Regions from separate parts of the Sus scrofa genome. Here all the other regions are linked to region 3. A link is a contact called in public Hi-C and promoter capture Hi-C data. All regions are on one chromosome and are shown on one strand. The core of a region is the stretch at or near the end of the contact, and the rest is flanking DNA. Distances in the headings are between cores, read along the strand shown.

The links. Promoter capture Hi-C pulls out the DNA fragments that hold promoters and counts their contacts. Hi-C and Micro-C count contacts between places; a contact is called where the count stands out from the background.
Region 1: a contact with region 3 is called in a Hi-C map of liver, with 3 times the contacts expected there. The contact joins two enhancer-like sites. A contact is called at or near these places in 8 of 47 Hi-C or Micro-C datasets (embryonic fibroblasts, fibroblasts, heart right ventricle and 4 more) and 2 of 2 datasets of contacts at active chromatin or transcription factors (alveolar macrophages and skeletal muscle).
Region 2: a promoter capture Hi-C map of liver shows a contact between it and region 3, with 12 times the contacts expected there. The contact joins the promoter of LOC110255603 here to the enhancer-like site in region 3. A contact is called at or near these places in 2 of 5 promoter capture datasets (fetal liver and liver), 5 of 47 Hi-C or Micro-C datasets (embryonic fibroblasts, fibroblasts, liver and 1 more) and 2 of 2 datasets of contacts at active chromatin or transcription factors (alveolar macrophages and skeletal muscle).

What each region holds. Positions count from the first base shown.
Region 1 is chr10:50,619,073-50,623,147 of Sscrofa11.1, reverse strand. The region is part of intron 4 of ARHGAP21 (rho GTPase-activating protein 21); the gene reads right to left. Among named protein-coding and RNA genes, the nearest start is that of ARHGAP21, 80 kb to the right of the region's middle. Within about 2 kb of position 2,022, at least 1 of the 83 cell types and tissues checked has an H3K27ac peak or open chromatin away from gene starts, as enhancers often do. A contact at or near this core is called in liver, where this site is marked.
Region 2 is chr10:50,539,056-50,542,764 of Sscrofa11.1, reverse strand. LOC110255603 (basic salivary proline-rich protein 2-like) reads left to right here and starts at 1,784. Exons shown (of 2, transcript XM_021064283.1): 1 at 1,784-3,217; 2 at 3,394-3,709. The coding sequence starts at 1,784. The coding sequence ends at 2,899. ARHGAP21 (rho GTPase-activating protein 21) reads right to left here and starts at 1,183. Exons shown (of 26, transcript XM_021064916.1): 1 at 641-1,183. The coding sequence starts at 718.
Region 3 is chr10:50,263,772-50,267,412 of Sscrofa11.1, reverse strand. The region is part of intron 3 of LOC102166141 (a long non-coding RNA gene); the gene reads right to left. LOC102166227 (a long non-coding RNA gene) reads left to right here. Exons shown (of 4, transcript XR_002336361.1): 2 at 470-1,226; 3 at 1,364-1,558; 4 at 2,878-3,641. Among named protein-coding and RNA genes, the nearest start is that of THNSL1, 45 kb to the left of the region's middle. Within about 2 kb of position 1,947, at least 6 of the 83 cell types and tissues checked have an H3K27ac peak or open chromatin away from gene starts, as enhancers often do. A contact at or near this core is called in fetal liver and liver, where this site is marked.

The DNA of each region.
Region 1 (4,075 bases), core at 773-3,272, 360 kb before region 3:
AGTGGGTTAAGGATCTGGCACTGTCTCTGCAGCGGCTCAGGTTGCAGCTGTGGCTTGGATTCAACCCCTGGACTGGGAATTTGCATACGCTGTGAGTGCAGCTGAAAAAGAAAATGAAGCACGTGTTATGCAATCTCTTATGTCTTTAGTTTTTTAAAGTCATTTCTAGATAAGCAAAACCAGAAGTCTGCTCCTGAACTGTGGTAATTCATCAGGAAAAAGCATTCCTTACTTTCCTGTAGGACATTTGGCAGAGCCAGATAACTTCCCTGGTAATTCTTAGTAATAAAACCTCTTTCAATTCTATTTTAGAATTGCTCATTTTTGTGAGAATACATAGGACATGTTCAGAGAACTGCTAAATACCTTATTCAAGGGTCATTTCCTTGACTTTATCAAAGGGAAATGTGACTTTTTAGCACACACATAATTAAATATTTCTGTATTTAAGAAGGGGAAATAAAAAGAACGACCTTACATGAGTGAGAATGGCTAAAACGACAAGGTACCAAAAAGTCCCACTTTATGCTATTTAATATACAATTAGTCAAGACTGAAGAAGGTATAAAAAGTATTTATGAATTTACTTGAAGCTCAATGTCGCACTTTGTTTTTGGCCACATTTTCGGAATATTTAAGTTCCTGGTCCAGGGATTGAATCTGTGCCGCGGCTGCAACCTATGCCAAAGCTGCAGCAACTCTGGATCCTTTTAACCCACTGCGCCAGGCCAGGGATTGAATCCAGGCCACAGCAGTGACCACACTGGATCCTTAGCCCTCTGTGCCACCAAGGAATCCTGAATGCCACACTTTGAAATTAGTAAGAATGCACACACCTTTACATTACAGTAAATATAATCAGGAAAAATGCTTTCAACTAAAAGTAATAACAACATATAGATGGCAGCTGCCATCCAGATACCGGAGGAACACCAGGTAGATGCAATTTTTATTCTCCATACACACTATGATGCAGTAGTTAACAGACTGAGCCCGATGACCAAATTACATGGTTTAAAATCCCAGCTCTACCATTTATTTTTCACGTAGGATTCCTGGATTTTGCAAAAATATGGTCTATCAGAAATTCAAATTTACTGGGGATCCTGTATTTTATCTGGCAACTCCACTGCCAAGGGATTTTAGGCAAATGATTTATTTGTGCCCAGTTAACTCATCCGGAAAGTGAGGATGATAATAATTTATTTTTGTTGTGAGGATTATAAGAGAGAATCCATTTAAATACTTCTACAATACCTAATGCTAGCAGGTATTTAATGAATGTCACTACCATGCTAGTCTGATGCTAAAACTTAGGTTTATGTAGAGATCAGGGTTGAATGAGGCCAGGGGACACGGAGCTTGTCACACTGCCAGGGCTTCATTCAATAAATACTGGCCCAGGAGTTCCCGTCATGGCGCAGTGGTTAACGAATCCGACTAGGAACCATGAGGTTGCGGGTTCGATCCCTGCCCTTGCTCAGTGGGTTAACGATCCAGTGTTGCCGTGAGCTGTGGTGTAGGTTGAAGACGCGGCTCGGATCCCGCATTGCTGTGGCTCTGGCGTAGGCTGGCAGCTACAGCTCCGATTGGACCCCTAGCCTGGGAACCTCCATATGCCGCAGGAGTGGCCCAAAGAAATAGCAAAAAGACAATAAATAAATAAATAAATAAATAAATAAATACTGGCCCAAAGAGAAACTATACCAACTTGACTATCATATTAGGAGGGAAGTTGAACAGTAGAAACCAAAGGTCAAAGAACACTGAAGAAAAAAAAAGTAGAAAAGTAAGAGAGGGAGGTCTCCAGTGGCTCAGTGGTTAAGGATCTGGCACTGTCTCGGCTGTGGCTCAGGTCACTGCTATGGCAGGTTCAATTCCTGGCTTGAGAATTTCTGCATGCTGCAGGCATGCCCCCGCCCCCAAAAAAAAGTTTTTTTAAAAAGCAAGAGAGACTGTACTTAAAAACTCCCAGTAACTCTGACACAAAGTACACATTTGTCTTCAAAGAGACCAGTGTCCAAAAGCCAGAGTGCTCCAATAACTCTCTTCTTTGGGGAATCCAAAACTCGAAATCACCTGCAATGTTTAAATTGTTTCAAAATTTGAAATGCTAAGTGTACAAAGCAAGCAGACAAAAGCAAATAGATTACTTTCAGAAGCAAAATAGTCTCAACTATAACCAGTTACCTAAAAAGACCTGTAAGGAAGGTACAGATAAAAACAAAAAGTAGAGATCAGAGAATCCTATCCTAGGGACCAAAGAAACATATATCTTAACAGAGTTAAAAAAAAATTAGGAGTTCCTGTTGTGGCTCAGCAGGTTAAGAACCTGACTAGTATCCATGATGATGTGGATTCAAATCCTGGCCTCTCTCAGTGGGTTAAGGATCCTGCACCATTGAAAGCTGTGGTGTAGGTCACGATGTAGTTCGGATCCAGGATTGCTGTGGCTGTGGTGTAGGCCAGCAGCTGCAGCTCCAATTCAGACCCCAGCCTGGGACTTCCATATGCTGCAGGTGCAGCCCTAGAAAGCAAATACATGTATATTTTAAACAAAGAAATACCACCTTATACTTTAGCCAAAAGCAAAGCTGAAGAAAATAATGGCTGTTACTGAGACTGAGTTTTTTGTTTGTTTGTTTTGGATTTTTTTTGGCCACGCACAAAGCATATGGAAGGAAGTTCCCAGGCCGGGGACTGACCCCTCACCTCAGCAGCAACTGAGCCACTGCAGAGACAATGCCAGATCCTTAACTGGCTGTGTGACAGCAGGAACTCTGAGATTTTTAAAAAGTTTTTCCTACTCTCTCTGAGTTATCATAGGTGCTATTGGACAGTTTTCTTAATGGAACCAAATCTTTTGTTTTTAATGACAGTATTTTTTAAGCATTCCTTTTTATTGATTTCTTTGTTGTAAAACAAAAACAAAAAACCCCCCTATCTCTACATTAGAAAAGGCTGTTGAGGAGTTCCTGTCATGGCTCAGCGGTTAGACCACCCGACTAGCATCCACGAGGACTGGGGTTCGATCCCTGGTCTCACTCAGTGGGTTAAGGAACCGGCGTTGCTTTGGCTGTGGTGGAGGCCAGCAGCTACAGCTCTGATTTGACCCCTAGCCTGGGAACCTCTGTATGCCATGGGAGTGGCCCTAAAAAGACAAAAAAACAAAACCAAAAAAAAACCACCAGGACATGGAGAACAATTTATTGAGCTTTGGGATTGAGGATCTAGTAAGGCAAAAAAACAGAGGGAGTAATAAACCCCAAATTTCAGGCTAACCGCTACCTCTGGGGAAAGAAAAAAGAAAAGGAGCTAGAAGGGCCTTGACCATTTCTAATCATTTACATCCTAGAAAGACAAGAGGAGGAAGGGGGGGGGTTTAAAATGTTAAGATGACAAAGACAGGTGGCAAGCATTTAGAAGCCACATTTTTCCCTTTGTCTTCTGTTTGCCTAAAAAATTTCATAGCTGTTCTTTCATAGTTGAAAATGGGCTTCTAATTTGGGGGAAGGGTTATATTGATGGCATATAAAACTAACTTCAGAGCCCAACAGAGACACACTGCCCAACATCAAAAATCCATATGTATCATAAGATAAATACATCCTACATGAGTATTAAGTAGAATCCAATTTAAGACAACTGTTCTGGCAGATTATTGAGTCCATTTTTCCCTTTGGTAAGGGAGAAGCACTAAGGAAAAAAAATGCATTCTAACTTTTAAAATCTAGGTGTTCCTAAATTTCCACTTAAAATGCACTCACTTCCAGAGTGATGGCTAGTACTTTAAAATCGTATCTCCCAAGCCTCCAATCTGTAGCTCCAACAATTCTGAGCTTCAAAATCCAAAGTTCCAATAATCTCTAGACAATGTCAGCAGAAAGTCACCTGTCAGTTCTCGATCACATTTCACCTACTACAAATAAATACATCCTTGATACTCAACCTCTTTTTCAAGTAACATCAAATGGAACAAAGTGAAGTCCAAAAAACTGCTAAATATTAAAAAACAGATCAGGGAGCTCCTGTCATGGCACAGTGAAAACAAGTCCAACTAGGAACCATGAGGTTG
Region 2 (3,709 bases), core at 535-3,034, 280 kb before region 3:
AGCAGTGAAAGAGGGCATAAATAAAAGAACAGGAAAGCCGGAAGATTTTTAAGGGAGTTGGAATTACAGCTCCGTTAAGCAGTTTTCCAAGGGTGTGCCTAAAAACTGTCCAAGGGAAAACACTTGTTTTTCTACCCAAAGTAGAAATCCACAGCAACAGCAATCAGTCAAGCCGTGTCTCAGTATCAAAGAGGAGGTGGTCCAGGAGCCACCAGCCTTCCAGCCCCCGAGCAAACCCTGGCTACACCTACGAAATGTACAAAGCCACTCCCTAACCAGCCCAGCTCCAAAAATACTGGAGGATGGGGACTCGGAAAACCGAAGCTTGCAGCATTCCCAACCACCTAAAAAGAGAGAATTCCATGCTCTGAGATGACCAAGATGGAGGCATTTCAAAGTAAGAAAGGAAAAATATCCTTGGGGGGGAGAAGGGGGGAGCGGGGATCACTGGAAGTTCCTAGAAACAAAAACGGGCAACGTTTCACTTCTCTACTGGTCAAGCTGGGGTCCTCCCACCATCCAGCCCAAAGCCCCAAAAGCCTCTTCCTAGGCTGTGTGGCAGCTGACCCCCGCCACCGGCAGGACACCTCACAGACACAGGCCACCACAGACGGGCAGGGATCCTGCCTCAAGCGCTTACCTCACAGGTGGGGGACCCGCAGGCCTTGAGCTTGTCACCATCTCCCTCCGGCAGACCAGTCCGACGTGTGGCCATCATTTCATTTCAAATCACAAAGAAGGGGCCAACCCTTGGGAGTCCACATTGGGGGCGAAATGCCACCACACACCCAAAAGGTAAGAATTCCACACCAGGCTCCGCAGAAGGTGCAGGGCTAAGTGAGACAAATAATGGGCCGGGGGATGAAGGTTTTGATGAAGCCCCTCCGCAATGCCCTGAAGATGATTTCTTCGGACTTCAAACGATTTCCCCGTCTTCGTCCATTTCTCGAGACGGAAAAAACAAAGACGACAGGTCTCCTCCTCAGCAGCTAGTGAGGCCAGCTGCAGAAAGCGGTCCCCTTCGTCCTAGCGCTTCTCCCGACTCCAAGAGCAATCTGAGTGCGCCGCGAAGCCTCTGCCCAAGAGATCTTTCCTAGAGGAGGGAAAAGTTAAAGGGCATGAACTTTCTCCAGACGCTGACCTTAGACTCGCCCACGTCTAGCCCAAGTTCGCCTTTCCAACACTCGGAAAAATAATGCGGTCCACGCTGATGAACCTCCGTATAAAAGAATCTATCCATACAACAACAACGACAAAAAAAAAAAGAAAAAGAAAAAAATCTATAAATCATGAAAAAAATGAGTAACATCAGAGCTGCACGGTGGTTGCGTCAAACATGCCTGGCTGTTGTGAAGCCGTCAAAACATTCCCTTTTCAAGTGCATTTTAATGAGCATTATTTTCTGGGCAGAAGAGGCGTCTCTGTTCTTCCGCATCACCCAGCTGAGGAGACTTAAGGGAAGTTTGCTCCCCACGAGACTAAAATGGGATAATACTTTTTCAAAAACCCTCCTTGCTCCCCGCCGCCTCCCCAGCTGGCCCAAATAAAAACAAAAAGCCAGGATCGGACTTAGCCAGCGCCTCGGCCGGCGTCTCGAGGCGGCCTGGGGGACCCGGGGCGCCCGCCCTCCGCCCCAGCCGGCCGGTGTCCCCGAGGAGGCGGCTGTTTTCCTTGGCCCGCGGCGAGGCTGGGCGGAGACGGCGCGGGGCCGGGAGGGGAGGCGTGCGCGGCTGCGGCGGCGGGAGGGACTCCCTCTCCCGAGCATTATTCCGGAGCTATAGAAATGAAGCCGCAGCCCCAGCAACTTTCATTTAGTTGCCGCGTCCCAATCAACGCCCCGACACGATATTCCCCTTTTTCCGTGTCCACCTTGGGGGGGGGGGGGGGAAATAGGAAAAAGAAAACCACCACCCACCTACCACTATTTCCCCCGCCCCTTCCAGAGGCGGGTCGGGGATCTCGATCTCCCGGGAAGGGCGGCCCAAATTTGTACTTTCAAAAACGAGTGGGGGAACCCGAGGGAAAGGCCAAGAGCGAGGGGGCTCACCCGCCGCGCCCCGCCGGGCCCGGCTTCCGCGGGCGGCAGCGATTGGCGGCGGGGACGCGGGCCGGGCATGGGGCCCGGCCGGGACGCGCTAGGCCGCAGGCTCGGTTAATATTCATGAGCGGACGGGAGGCGCCCCTCCTCCACGGCCGGCCGGCGGGACCCCGGCGCCCGCCGCCGGCCTTTGTGCCCTTCCCTCCTCCCGCCGTCCTCCCCCGCTCCGCACACGCGGGTGCGGCCCCTACGCCCACGCCGGGCGCCCGCCGCGGCTCCCTCCGGCCCCGCGCCAGCGCCGGGCGGGGTGGCCCGGGGTGGCGGGAAGGGAGGGAGCCCGCGGCGAGCCCGGCTCTCCCTTTCCACCCGCCCGGCGGCGCTGCGCCGGGTCGGCCGAAGCAGAAAATAAAGCAGACACGCACCGGAGAAAGCGCGGCGAGTAGATCCGCACCCGGCCGGCCGGTCCCCGGACGGCACGCCCGGCGCGCACCGGACCCAGCGGGAGGACGAGCGGGCGCTGCCCGCCGCCGTCGCGCTCCGAGGCCGCCGCCCCCGGCCGGCCGCTCCCAGGCACCGCCGCGACCTGCCCCGGCCGGCCCCGGGCTCTCGGCCGCCGCGGGAGGGCGTGGGGCGGGGCGGCGGCCGCCGGACTCTCCCCTCGCCTCGCCGGGCCGGGCCGGGGCCGCGCTCGGGCGCCCGCGATCACCAAGTGACAGAAGTGCCTCGCTCCGCTGCCGCGCCGAGCTGTTTCCCGGGGGCGGATTTCTCGCTTCTTCCTCCCTGGATCCACCTCCTCCCACTCCACCTCCTTCCCCTCCCCTCCCCAGGGGAGGCTCCGGGGCTGAATATTTTCTGTCTTGAATAATATGGTCCCGGGAACCAACGCTGGAGAAGGGGGATTAGCCTGGGGCGGGGTGAGGGGTGATCGCCAACCCCCTCCCAATGTGTGTCGGGACCTACAAGCCCTCGCCGCCCCCAACACCTCCCCCAAAGCCAGACACACAAAACCCTCCCCGCCTTCGCCAATCTCTCGAGCTCAGAGCGGGAGCGGCCAGGAACCCGGGCTTCTGCTGCGGAAGGCTCGGTGCTCCGCGTCAGGGCCCGGGAGGGGGACCTTCATACAGCCAGATACCCAGAATTGGGGGATCCCAGGTCCCAGACGGCGGGGGACACGTCTGGGTGAGTTTTTGCCCCTTTCTGCAGCGGGAGAAGAGAGAAGCTGCGGTGCGATGTGGGACTTGAAGATAAGGGAGTGTCCTTTCACGCCCAACTGTAAATTAGCTTCTTGTTTGCGGGGAAAGGGGTTCGCAGCGAAGCGGTGTTCATTCAATCTCTTGCCCTTTTTACATATTCAGGGCAGTTGAACAATTCCGCGCGGCTAGCAGAACTGAGGAGAGAGGTGGCGGCGCGTCTCTACACCGCAGGTCGCCGCGGCGCGGATCGGGAGTACAACCGCCGCCCCTCCTCTCCTGATTGCGGGGCTGCGCCCGGGACCCCGGCGGTTCACCCCGCCCCGCCGCCCCTCACAACATCTCCCGCTGCAAATGGCCCAATCAGAAAACGTGACGAGAGGACGCCAGCCAATCAGAGGCTGCTGACTCAGGCTTCCCTCCACCCTTTGCCCCGCCCCAGTAGGAAAACCCACCCACCCTCGGTCTCCCCTTCCTACCC
Region 3 (3,641 bases), core at 698-3,197:
TGGGCTATGTTGAGTTTTTCTATGACATATTCCTTACCTCTTCTTCAAAAAATTCCATGCTTTTTAAGCCTTCATTTAAAGACATTTTCTCTCTGAGCTTATTTAGGTTATTTCTGCTGCTGTCTGAAATGAATTCTGGTTTCTTCCTTTTCATCTGGGGTGGGGGGGGGAGCAGACCATTGTAACAGTGAAATTGTGAGATCATGGACATTTGCTGCCATCAAGGATCTGCTGGGAAGCAGCTGTTTCTGCCATCTAATTATTGAGAGAGGAAATGGCTTAATATTATCTATTTGGGTCCCTGATTCTTGTCATACATTTACAAAATTGTTGAGATCCCTTCTCGACAATCCACCACATAGCCCCTATTTGGTGTAAAATCACCACAGCCCTAATTCCCCAGGGCTGCCAGGCATACAAAGGTCTTTTTTCCTCTCAGGGTGTCTAAAATGCTGTTTTCTTCCCTCAGGGAAAACACCCTCGCTGCACACTGGTTCCTCCATCAGCCTCCAAAGGAGCCTGTGATAACCGCATTGAGGCACTATGACTTGGCTCTTACGTGGGACCCTGAAGCAACCACAGCACAGCAATTCTTTGAGCTGAAGAAATGAATACATAAAATAAAAAGGCACTTTCCAAAGGGACCAATCTTACAATCTGAAAGAAAAGCTTCTCTGATAAACGGGCACAATATTGGCTGTTGAGGGAAAGTATCTGTTTGGGGAAACTGCCAAAAGGATTAGGCATTCAGTTTCCGCCAGTTAATCATTTACAATTATGAGTCCAGGCAGATCAATAAGATCCACCACAAAGAGATAAGAAAGTTGGAGAGCAACAGAGGAACCATTTACAAGTGCAAAGTCTAGAGATGAGTCCACGTGGCCAATGCAATGGCTCTCATGGTTCCGCTGTCCCCACTGGGGGCCATGGCTTGAAGGCAGGGTGAGGACAACAGGGAATGGGATTTCGGATTCATCACTGGAGGGCGCCAAGTTCTTACCAAGTAGCTGGGCTTTCAGGCGCTTTGGGCGGAACTCTTTGTCTTCTACAACTTTCTATGTTTTTTTGCTCATTACTTATAATCTTGGATTGATCTTTTTAGCTTCACAAATCTTTCCATTGGTAAAGCCATTATTTAGTCTGCATATTTTCGTCACCTACCTTCCCTTCCCCATTCACTTTCAGACCCTGACAACCTTTTCTCATTCCATGGAGCCCTTCTCCAGGTAAGATACTGTTCAAGCAGCTGGCACACTTGTTGTTGAGATTCGCATAGTTCACTAGATAAATCCCAGGTACTCCTTCACCTGTTTACTGATGGTCCTAATCAGCCATTCTCGTTTTCTTGCCTCTTTCTCTCCAGATCATTTTCCTTCAAGACACTGCCTCTCTGGATTGCCTGTTAGCCTAGCAAAAATCTTGGAAGGAAATTAGCTCAAAGAAGGACTTCCTGTATCTATCTGGAAGAGATACCTCTAAGCTTTCTTTCAAATAGTAATAAATGCTTGAAATGCGCCCTCATCCAGGTAGAAATTTCCTGCTGACATCACTTTACCAGGTAATGTTCCTTTTCTTCCCTGCTAAACATATTCACTTCATGGTACACAATACAAATGTCTTTCTATATATCAAACACGCCCCATCACAGACACCTGTAAATGACCAAATGAGTTCTGTGAAGGACAGAAAGCCATTTAGAGCTTATTAAACATTATTTGGGCCATTTACAATCAATGCGAATTGAGCTGAGCAGAGTCAAAATAAAACTTGAAATGGTAACTAATTTTTCCGGTTCTCTTTACCTTGCAGAACCATCAAAACAAAGATCTCAAAGTCCATGTATTAATCTGTCTCTAATTGAAGGCCTTGTTTTCTCTAGGCAAGATCTTCAATAATGTCATTCTTTTTTCCTGACTTCTGACCCAGGAGAACAGTGATTGGCTGGGCCCAGCACTGCCCTCCTCCCAGGGAGGCAGGTGGAATGAGGCCTTAATGTCCTACTACCACCGTGGTGGTAGGAAAAAGATTGTTTCTCAATTTTTCCTTCTCATCCCCCGACTCTCTCCCCACCCCTCCCTGCATGCCTGCCCCTGCCTTCTCCTGCCAACCATTTCTTGCTCTTGGTTAACTGTTTAAACCTCCCCCCCTTTTTGGGATAATTACAAAAGGCAAACTATCACTTTTCTTGGGAATAGTGATAGATACAAATAAACTGTGATTATAAAATTAATACATATTCACGTTAACAGGATTTTTTTTTTTGAAAATACAAGAAATTAGATGAAATATAAGTTCCTCTGTAACTCTACCTTTCAGAGATACGGATCTCAGAATTTTGATGCCTCTGCTTTTTTTTTTTTTTAAATTAAAAAATTGAGATAATGTAGCTCCTGCTGTGGCTCAGTGGGTTAAGAACCTGACCCAGTATTTGTGAGGATGCCTGGCCTCGCTTAGTGGGTTAAGGATCTGGTATTGCCATGGCAGTTGTGACTCCGATTCGACCCTTAGCCCAGGAACTTCCATATGCTGTAGGTGTGGCCATAAAAAGAAAAAAAAAATTGAGATCACTTTTTAATATCAGATCTCCACTTAACACTATTTGGCAATCATTTCTTATGTCATTAAAATTATTACTGGAGTTCCCACTGTGCAACAGGATTGGCAGTGTCTCTGCAGCGCCAGGATGCAGGTTTGGTCCTTGGTCTGGCACGGTGGATTGAAGAATCCAGCGTTGCCATAGCTGCAGTATAGATTGCAGCTGTGGCTTGGATCTGATTCCTGGCCCGGGAAGTCCATATGCCTTGAGGCAGCCAAAAATAAAAATAAAATAATTATTAAAGCATGGTTTAATTTTTTTTTTTTTTTTTTTTCCTGCAGCTATAGCAAGAGGAAGAGTTCCTGAGCCAGGAATCACCTGTGCCACAGCAGTGACAATGCTGGGATCCTTAACCCACTGAGCCACCTGGGGCCTCCTAAAGCATGATTTTAAAGTTGTCATCATATCACATCCTGTGGCTTCATCATTGTTCATTCTTCTATTCCCTCGGTATGGGGCAACTAGTCTCCTTATGATTTTGCTACTGTAAATAATACTATAACATACTTTCCCCTCATACATCTGTGGCGTTTTAATAGGGGACATTTGAAGACTCCCAAGAAATGTCTCTTTAACACAAAACTGCAGAAATCGGTTACAGGAGGAGTTATAATTTTGAAGGAAAAAGACTTTTGCTTCACTTGCCTGCTAAAAAGGTGAACTACCTTTGTGTGTGGCTGAGGTCAGAGATGGATGAAGCAACTGCTAGGTGATCACCGAGGTAGGAGGAAAGAGGGGTGAGAAAGCTGACCAGTCTTCAACTAGTAAATGGAGATCACAGGCTTCCTATCTTCCACTTTCCACCTATCATTCCAAAACGGAAGTAAGGCTGGCCCCTCGTGTGTGTTCATGTCCACTCTTCCCATTGTCTGACTTGAGACACACACTGTATAAACCCTCGATGACAGGCTGCTAAAGGAAGAGCTAAACCCATGAATTAAGAGTTCCTCAAAGAGAGGTGTGGCTGAGGCAGAAGTGACAGCTTCATCCCCTCCCAGCTTCCATTGTTCCTGAGTACTCAGTAGATGTACTTAGTACTTAGTAG